2 separate regions of the Mus musculus genome follow, and region 1 is linked to region 2. Evidence: chromatin contacts called from public Hi-C data. All regions are on one chromosome and are shown on one strand. Each heading gives the region's core, a stretch centred on a gene start, on an enhancer-like site or on the middle of the called end of the contact. The rest is flanking DNA. Distances are from core to core; before and after follow the strand shown. Region 1 has its middle 35 kb from the start of Gm38791. Region 2 has its middle 34 kb from the start of Gm38791.

Region 1 (5,009 bases), core at 2,268-4,767, 70 kb after region 2:
ACGGGTCATCATCACATCAATATTCATCTGTGAAATACTGTATTACGTTATGGAAGTGCCCCCAAATGTTAGACTTGACTACCTGACCCTATAAGCTAATGAAATATGGAAACGTAATATGAAGAAATAGAGGAAGATTTATTCAATGAGACTACATTTGGAAGGACCCATATGGCTGTCAGTGGCTCCAGATCTGTTCTGGGGTACTGAGACAGGCAACATGTCCAAAAAGAGGAAAAATTGAGGCAAGGGGCAGGAGGTAGGTCCCTGGTTAAAGTGTGGTCGAGCTTATCCTGGTCTTAATTCTGGTTCTCCAGGGTCCAAAGAAGTTGTTGTGTCATGATGAGCTGAGGCCATTTACGTGATTCCCACAAAACCATCGCTTCTGCTGCAGGAAGCAATCTCATCTTGAAAGACCCCCGAAGGGAGACCCTCACTCAAGCCTCGGGACAGCCGCGGACCCAAGAAGACACTGAGACCGAACTCAAAATGTAGAGGGCAAGATTTAATAAAGTAACAGCAAGAAAGCACATAGACCAGAGCTCTGGGGTCGAAACTCATACACCTAGTATGGTGTAGAGGAGAATCGAACTCGAGCCAAATTTTTCACAGGCTTATATAGGAAAAACTCAAGGGGGGAGAGCGGGGCAGGGAAAGTACAAGTTTGCATAACTAAGGGGTTCTGCCAAGGGACAAGGGGTTCTGCCAAGGGAATTCTATGTAACTAAGGGGTCATGTCCTATTATTTGGCAATGTACCCGGTTCATTCTGAGGTTGTTCCAGGAGGCCCTTATCTCAAAAATGTTCTTGGAACAGTCTTTAGTTAGGAGGGTTCGAACTCTAGGGTGAGGAGTTCAGGAATGCATTCTGGGGTGAAGAGTTCAGGAGTGTTCTGGGAACAATCTCTAGATGGGAGGGGTCGGGCTCTGGGGTGAGGAAGAGTTCAGTAATTTTTTATCTTTATTCTTCAATCTGCAAGAGAATTACCCTGGGAGCTGGAGTGGGGATGGGGGTGGGGCGGGGTTTGCTCTGAGCCCTGATGTTCACTCTTCCCTGAATCCTTCTCTGTCCGTGCTTCCCTTCAGCTCTGAAAGGGAATGGGATAATTTAGGAATTTATAAGCCAAAAGCCAATGGACACAACAAATCTAAAAAGGCCAGGAAAAAAAAATCATGTCAAATCAAAAATAGGAGGAGCTACTCAATAATTCACATACTTGCTTTAAAGTTTTTATATGAGCAGTGAAATAAATTCACACTTGATTGTTAAAGGGACAGCGGACTCCATTTTTCTTCAGAATTTGATTTATTTCTATATTGCTCCTTAATGGTGTTTTTCTCTAATTATGTCCCAGGCTTAAGGTCAACTTGTTTTTCTGACTCTTTCTTCCTTTATAATCTTGTCATTGACACATCGTAAATTGTTTCCATTGTTCCAAGAATTGATTGACTATAAACTGTTTCCTGGTATGTTCTATTAACTGTCTGACCATAACATGTACCTTTCCCACGATCATAAAGGCAACACCAAGGTTCCACTGTTGCAGTCACCTGCTCACTTGTCATAAAGAGGCTCCCAGCTTTCAGTCTTCTCTCCCTTCTCCACTCTGCAGGAGACTGTAAGTTTGGCTGTGTCGGAATAACTTTTTTTTTTTTTTTTTTTTGCCTTACAACATTTAGGTGTTAGCTCCTGGTTTGTCAATGATTTAAAAAAAAAAAAATGAATTGAGCTGGCCCTTAGTAAATCTGCTATTCGTCCAACAAACAGCAAGCATTCATGTGTTAATGAAGGCTCCTAGGGATTAGGGGTCCTCCAGGAAATTCCGGGAGCCCTACTGTCCAAACGAAGACTCATTCTCAGAGACTTCCTACACAGGCCATCCTCCAGGAGACCACCGACACGGTACATTTCCTGGCTTTTTTCTTTCATCTTTTCTATACTTTGTGACATTGCTTTGAGCAAAGCAGAAACATATTGAGAGTATCTGTCTTTCTAGCTGTGACAAGACCTGTAAATAAATTCATTTTTCCAGTCTCTAAGTACTGTAAGGGTTCATGATTCGCCAAAGAATGGTACCACAGACTCAAACACTATGCAAATGCAGAGAGTTTTTTATTCTGCAGAAGCCCAGCATGCTGAGGTCTCCCTTTACCAAGATAGATAGACAGCCAAGTGAGCTCACAGGCTCATTTCAAAGCACACTGGAATCCTGAGGCAGGTGAGCTTCATCTTACTCTTTCTCTAGGCATTCTGGAGCCATTATCGGCAGGAAGGCTGGAGCCTGGGGGAGGTTCTATTAGTAATCGAATGCCCTGGGCTTGCCTGGGCTTGCCCTGTTCTTAGCCTTGTCTCCTTAACTGCCAATTTGAAGTCTGTCGTGGAATAAGCTTAGCCTTCTCAGTATTACGTCATTTTTCTCTTAGTTTAGATAAGAATTCAGATCCAAGGCTAGTCCCCATATGCCCATCCCATCAGGGACTTAAAGCCAGGACCTCCCAGGCAAATGTCACACCACTAATCTGTAGCTCCATATCTTTTTGACTCTGTTGTTGTTGTTGTTGTTGTTGTTGTTGTTATTATTATTATTATTATTTACTATTATCAGACTCTCATTAAGTAACACAATCTGGCCATGAGCTCACTTTGTAGCCCAGGCAATCCTTAAAATTGAAATCCTACAGTCTCTGCTGTACCATCAGGCCAGGCCAAAACAAGGCTCTACAGCGTAGGGTAGAGTTCTGCTATGTGGTCAGCACTTGGCCTGGGATTTAAAGTAGTAAGCAAACCTAAATGTGTGGGCTCAGGTCTTTCATCCTAGCACTGGGAAGGAGGAGGGGTATCTCCACAAGTTTAAGGGTTGGTGAAGCTGGTGTGTTTATAAAAAGATAGAGAGAGAGGAGGGGTATGTTTGGTGCATGTGTGGTGAGGTGTGTGGGAAGGGAATGCCTAGTCGGGCCCATGCTGAGGCATCCTTCTCCCTGAGGGACCAGCCACACTGTGGTATAGCATAGAATAGAGGTTATTCAGGGCATGGGGATGGGAGTTGAGAGGGTAGTAGAGGGAGGGAGGGAGAGAGAGAGGAAGAAGAAGGAGGAGAAGGGGGGAGGGGGAGGAGTTGAGAAGTAGAGGCCAACCAAGAGTTTGTGGAGAGAGGGAGGAAGGGACGAGAGGACAGAGCGGGAGCAAGAAGGCAAGAGCAAGGGCAAGAGAGAGAGGAAAGGCAAGAGAGAGAGGAAAGGCAAGAGAGAGAGGAAGAGCAAGCAGCTCCTTTTATAGTGAGGCAGGCTTACCTGGCTGTTGCCAGGTAACTGTGGGGCGGAGCTTAGACAAAATGTTAACATAAGCTGTGAAATGAGACTCTGTCTCCAAAGACCAAAATAATAAACAAACAAACAAACAAAAGACTTGATTCCATTGGCCTGAGGCAGAAAGAAATAAGTACTTAGGTTAGTAGCTCTATAATTATAAAGTATTGGGCAAGAGATGGCTTGTCAGAATAAAGTCCTTGCTTACGTAAGCCTGACTACCCGATTCCATGGTGGAAGGTGAGGCTGACTTTGACTTTCTAAAGTTGTTTTCTGACCTCTGCATAAGGACAGTGGCACATGTTTACCTCTTCCATATGCCCACTACACACAAATAAGAAAGCTTTTGAAACTTAAAAAATTACAGAGTATACTAGGTAACAGAAAAGAAAAGTATATATACAGAGAAAAGAATATAGGCTGTAGAGATATAAGGATCACCTGAATTAAGCCTTCAGGAGTTGACAAATTCTTTTCCAATTTGAAAGAATCTATCAACACAGTAACTAGTTAAAACAGAGCCATTTCCATTCAGAATTCTGGTTTTGTTGTTATCGCAGTGTGTGTGAATTTTTCTAAGATTTATTTCATTTTTTTTAAATTATGTGTTGTTGTGTCTGGGTAAGGGACTATACCCTTGAGTCCAGGTTCCTGCAGAGGCCAAAGGAGGTGTGAAGTCTGGAGCTAAAGGAAGGGGTGAACCATCCAGTGTGGATGCTAAAAACTGAACTCAGGTCCTCTGCAAAAGCAGTCAGTGCCACTAAGGCCCCCTCCAGCTCCCAGCACTCTTTTCTAAAGACCACCATGTCTAACTTCCATATCTGCTTCCCCATATTTCTAGAGCATATGCTTCTAGGATACTCAGTTCGCAATGTGAAGAAACTGCTAGAAGATAGGTACCCACTTCAGTTGAAAGGAGCCCAGTGTATGAGTTTATTAAAATAGATTCATCTCCTCCAAGAGTTGAGCAAGATTAGGTTGGAAACCTCAGTAGCTCCTCATCACACTTGAAGATCCTGCGGAATGACAGGTTGGGAAGGTGTGATGCTGACTAGCCTTGGGTGTAGAAAACAGAGGGGAAGTAGAAAAGACTTGAAGCAGAAGACAACTAGGCTCATGAAGAGAATAAAGGTCACCGAGATGGGGTGCACTGAGAGGAATGGAAGACAGGACAGATGCAGAGCTTGCATGGCCTTGGAGTGTATAAGATATGGCCTTTGTGGGGGTGGGGGTGACTTTTTTTTTAATCAAACATTAAAGACTATTAAAAAAAAAAAACCCATCTGGGCTATGGTGGCACACGCCTTTAATCCCAGCACTTGGGAGGCAGAGGCAGGTGGATTTCTGAGTTCGAGGCCAGCCTGGTCTACAAAGTGAGTTCCAGGACAGCCAGGGCTACACAAGAGAAACCCTGTCTCGAAAAACCAAAGCAAAAAAACAAAACAAAACAAAAACAAAAACAAAAAAAAACAAAAAATACCCCAAATCCCAACATTATTGAAGGAATGAAGGACACATGAAGGAATCAATGGGGGATCCAAACATTACCTTCCTAGAGAACTGTTTGACAATGGAAATCAATGAATAATTGATGTATGCTTGTATGCTCTTTAACCCAGACATCCACTCAATTCTAGGAAATCCTCAAAATGGTACACAAACATTCCTCTTTAAATATTTTTCTTTCACTATCTTTGATAAGAG
Region 2 (4,857 bases), core at 776-3,275:
CTAACCAAAATAATTAAGGTTTACACAAACTAAACACAAAGTAAAATATCCGAAAAAGGTATAAATCAAATTGTCATGTTTTGTTTGAAATTACTACTATGTTCTGCCAAAACAGGTGTAGCAAGGTTACTCTGACCCTTATGTAATAAATATGTAAATATAATTGCCCATATTTGCTTTTTAAAATGCCATACCCCTTAGCTTTGGCATCAAGAAACTTTCTGAGGCATTAGCCCACTCTTGATCACTAAAAACTAAAGGACACTATGCTCTTAATTGGCTTATTAGTGTGTTGGTCTGTATCTTTTTCACATGGATTAGTTTCTTTTGGAGGCCCCAGTAAGATTCTCCTATACCTCACAGGACTCTATGTTACTTTGGGCTTTCCTGACCAGGAACACGTTGCACAAAAGATGCTCCTTGACAAATATGCCAAGACCACACTCATCTCACTGAGTCCAGAAAGGTCTGGAATGACTTCCATGTTCTAAAATCCTGAAACAGATTGAGTTTTTCTGATACTCCCAGGAGGTAAGTCTATATGGTGAATCTAGTTCTGATTGAGAAAGGCAGGCCTCTTGGAGATCCATCTTAGAATTAAGAAACACATGCCCTCTGAGGAGCCTTCCTACGTCTTGGAAACAAACAAACCCTGAAGCAGAGTCTTCCCTGGTTTTCCCACATTGAGTTAAGGTGTCAGTAGAGGAGAACCTGGTTTCTTGATTTTCTCGTGTGTCTCATGAGAGATTTGGTTTGGGTTTTATTCTGGATGAATGGCTGGCCATCTCTGTGAGTGGCGGATGCATGCTGGGCACACTCTACCCAGAGTTATTGTGTTGACTTTGTTATTGGTGTCTCCTTCTTGTCTCATCTCCTCCCTGTTATTGGTCTTTAGAGGAGGAAAACTAGACTGTTCTCTGCACTCACTTTAACTTAGTGGTGGCTTGAAGCCTCTCACTCTCTAGGGAGAGACCCACTGTCCTCATTGCTTATGTTATACAAGCAATGCTAGTTCCATTTGGGATTGTATTGACAGCCTTAGGGCACCTTTTCCTTCAGAGAGAAAAAGCCAACTCTCCCTGGGGTCCCACAGGCTTTTCTGGCATTGGTTGCATTCCACACCTTCACCCCACCCCCACCCCCACAGTGCCATGACCTCACTGCAGCTTGTCTGACTTAAACACTTTCTGCCTTTCTTTCTTCTTTCTTCTTTCTTTCTTTCTTTCTTTCTTTCTTTCTTTCTTTCTTTCTTCCTTCCTTCCTTCCTTCCTTCCTTCCTTCCTTCCTTCCTTCCTTCCTTCCTTCCTTTCTCTCTCTCTCTCTCTCTCTCTCTCTCTTTCTTTCTTTGTTTTTTTTTGTTTGTTTGTTTTTGTTTTTGTTTTTTTGAGATAGAGTTTCTCTGTATAGCTCTGGCTATCCTGGACCTCACTCTGTAGACCAGGCTGGCCTTGAACTCAGAAATCCGCCTGCCTCTGCCTCTGCCTCCCCTGCCCCTGCCCCTGCCCCTGCCCCTGCCCCTGCCCCTGCCCCTGCCCCTGCCCCTGCCCCTGCCCCTGCCCCTGCCCCTGCCCCTGCCTCCCAAGTGCTGGGATTAAAGGCATGCACCGCCATGCCTGGCTTTACTCTCTGCCTTTCTTGATGGCCTCGTTCATTTTGCATGTGAGCTCCTTAGTTATCCCCCTTCCTCCTGCAGACAGAAAATTTTCCATCAGGCCAAATTTATCATGGAGTCAGTCCTCTGACTTGAAACCTTATTCCTCTCCCCTATGCGAGACCTGTGTCAGGTCTTACACGGGGCCATCTTTTCTTCATTGTTTTTGTTTCTAGGCTGCTCCCATTAATCTTCTACTTTGAACCATGGAAGCTTTCTCCTAACACGGAGACACCCAAATCTAAGCTTTCACCCTTTACTGTTAGCAGAAAAAATTCTTCCAAGGGATTGGGGAGGACTATGGTGTTCCCTAGATCCAGCTATTGCCTGATAAATCTGGCTTAAAGTCATGGAAACTCCAGAATGCCCGATCAATCTCCTTAAACTGGTCAATTATTAACACTTGTCCTACCCCTGCCCCCCACCCTGCCTGGCTCAGGATATGTGCTTTTAAATTTGATCCCACGGGGTTGATTTTTAAAGATTCCATTTCTTCCCTCCTGTCCTTCTCCCTTTGGAGGCTGAAGACTCAGGTTTACTTGTCCCCTCTTTGTAGTCTAGGCATATCTTTTCATACAACCTCAGCCCCCTCCATCAGCTCCCTTCTCTGCCCCTATGCCTTCTACCTCCTTCCCCACTTCTCCTTAGGTACAGCACTGCCTATCTCCTTCATATTTTCCTGGCAACCACCATAATCCCTTTCTGACTAAGGAAGATCCCATTGCTCTCATTCCCTGTGTGTCCTTTACCCCTGTTAGCCTCTCACTTGAGGACCTGCCATGCTTCAGTCTAAGCTAGACCCCACCTATGTCTTTCTGTTACAGTAAGCCCTACTCCAGGCAGGGCACAGAGAGTTACTGAAGGAGAGACAGGGACTCAGAGGGAGTCAGTGTTTCCTAATCTGTTTTCTTTTCTCTGCCTCAGATATGTATAACTGGAAAACCCAAACCCCTCCTTTTTGACTGACAGGGCATTGAATGTTACCCCTTTCTCTTAATCTGCTCCTGCTGCCTGCAGAAAGCTTCTAAAGCAAAAGGACTTTTCTGGAATTAATACCTCCCAGCTTATAAAGGTGGCCCAAAGTTTTCAACAATCAAGATACCAGGCTGGAGAGATGGCTCAGCAGTTAAAAGCACTGAATGACTACTTTTCCAGAGGTCCTGAGTTCAATTCCCAGCAACCACATGGTGGCTCACAACCATCTGTAATAGGATCCAATGCCCTCTCCTGGTGTGTCTGAAGACAGCCTCAGTATACTCACACATATATAATAATTCTTTTTTAAAAAAATACTGAAAAACAAAAACAAGTTGCCATGGCCACTCGCAAACAGACAAAAATCACGATGGCTGCATTTCACTTATCCAAGTATTTGAATCCAGAAAAGAGATCATCAGAAGCAAAAGGTAGGGAGAATGGGGAAACCTGCACTGGAAAGTGTCTCAGCCCACAGGACAGTCAACAGGGACTTGAGAGGCACCTGGAAGAGAATGAGGGACAAGAAATGTGAAGAACAGACAGTAAGTCAAGAGGTCTGATCAAGCTGACAAATTTTTATTTTTCACACACAGGTTATATACTCATAGGAGCAGGAAGGAGGGTGAAGATGGGGTCGCTTTGTCTCTGGGTAACGCACCTGATCCCAGGAACAGGATATTGACTGGGTAAACAGTTCAGCAGGAAGATCAGAACAGAATGGGTTATTAGGCACCTATCGACAAGATTTATATCTATTTGTTCTCTGCTGACTTCAAGATCTATGTCTATTTGTACTCAGCTGGGCTAGTGCTTTCCCACAGAGGCCAACACTTTGTGCCAGCAAGCACTTAAGGCAGTTAATGTTCAAACAAGGTCACTCCCAACAGGAAAGGTTTCAATGTGCCTATTGTAAGGAAGAGGAACACTGGAGGAGTGAATGTCCAAGCCATCCCAAACCCAAGAAAGCACTAACCCTCCTGACCACACAGGAGCTGGAGAGTGAGTCAGAATGAAGAGGCCAGGGCTCTACCTCCTTAGGTTCCCAAGAGACCGTATTAACATCAACAGGAGGCTACCCAGTTAAGTTACTGGTAGACACTGGGGCAGAGATTTCTGTTTTAAGGGCTCTAACGGGACAAATTACAAATGGAAAGATGACAGTTCTGGCAGCCACTGGCAAAGTTAAAGACTTCCATTTCTGTGGTGGTTCGAATGTTCTTGGCCCAGGGAGTTCTTGGCACTATTAGGAGGTGTGTTATTGTTGGAATAGATGTAAACTTGTCAGAGGAAGTGTGTCACTGTGGGTTGGGCTTTAAGACCTTCCTCCTAGCTGCTAGAGAACAGTCTTCTCCTGGCTGCCTTCTGATCAAGATGCAGAACTCTCAGCTCCTTCTCCAGCACCATGCCTACCTGGATGTTGCCATGTTTCCTTCCATGATGACAATGGACTGAATCTCTGAACCTGTAAGCCAGCCCCAATTAAATGTTGTCCTTTATAGGAGTTGCTTCAGTCATGGTATCTCTTCACAGCAATGAAACCCTAAGACAATGTCACACCTGAACAAAAAAGCAAGTAGACTGAGCAGGTGACTCACTCCTCTATGGTGGTCCCAGATTGCTCTTTCCCCTTCTAGGCAGAGTCCTCCTTTAAAACTTAGGTACCATCATCACCTTTACTCCTCTGGAGACTAAAATGGCCTCCATGCTTGCCTACCAGCATAACGGCCCTTCTGTCTAAAGAATATCTCCTAGTCTGTCCAGACTCCTCAGCAGAGGCAAACACCCATCCCAGGAATTTGCTCTGAGACCTATAATGAGTTTCCTAAGGTATGGGCTGAAGCAAATCCTCTGGGTTTGGGGGCATCACCCAGTCGTTATGGTAAGTCTCTTGGCTATACCCATACCCATGAAGGTCTGGCAATATTCCATGAACCAAAAGACTAGACTAGAAATTGACCCTCGTAACAAGAGTCTATTGGGAGCAAATATCCTTCCCCTGTGCCAGTCAGCCTGGACTATGCCTTTCCTGCTGGTCCATAAACTGGGGACCTCAGATTATCAGGTAGTCTCTGGGAAGTAAATAACTAGACTGAGATCATCAACTCTTCTACTGTGAATCCATACACTTTGCTTAACATCCTCCCACCAAATCACCAGGTCTACCCAGTCCTGGACCTTAAGTGTACTTTCTTTTTCATTTTCTTGGCACTGGTGAGCCAGTCCATATT

The links. Hi-C and Micro-C count contacts between places; a contact is called where the count stands out from the background.
Region 1: a Hi-C map of liver shows a contact between it and region 2, with 2.1 times the contacts expected there. The contact joins two enhancer-like sites. A contact is called at or near these places in 10 of 484 Hi-C or Micro-C datasets (double positive thymocytes, embryonic stem cells, liver and 3 more) and 5 of 115 datasets of contacts at active chromatin or transcription factors (embryonic stem cells, epiblast stem cells and pancreatic cancer cells).

The regions. Positions count from the first base shown.
Region 1 is chr6:37,746,969-37,751,977 of GRCm38.p6, forward strand. No RefSeq gene overlaps it. Among named protein-coding and RNA genes, the nearest start is that of Gm38791, 35 kb to the left of the region's middle. Within about 2 kb of position 3,518, at least 12 of the 459 cell types and tissues checked have an H3K27ac peak or open chromatin away from gene starts, as enhancers often do. A contact at or near this core is called in liver, where this site is marked.
Region 2 is chr6:37,678,051-37,682,907 of GRCm38.p6, forward strand. No RefSeq gene overlaps it. Among named protein-coding and RNA genes, the nearest start is that of Gm38791, 34 kb to the right of the region's middle. Within about 2 kb of position 2,026, at least 22 of the 459 cell types and tissues checked have an H3K27ac peak or open chromatin away from gene starts, as enhancers often do. A contact at or near this core is called in liver, where this site is marked.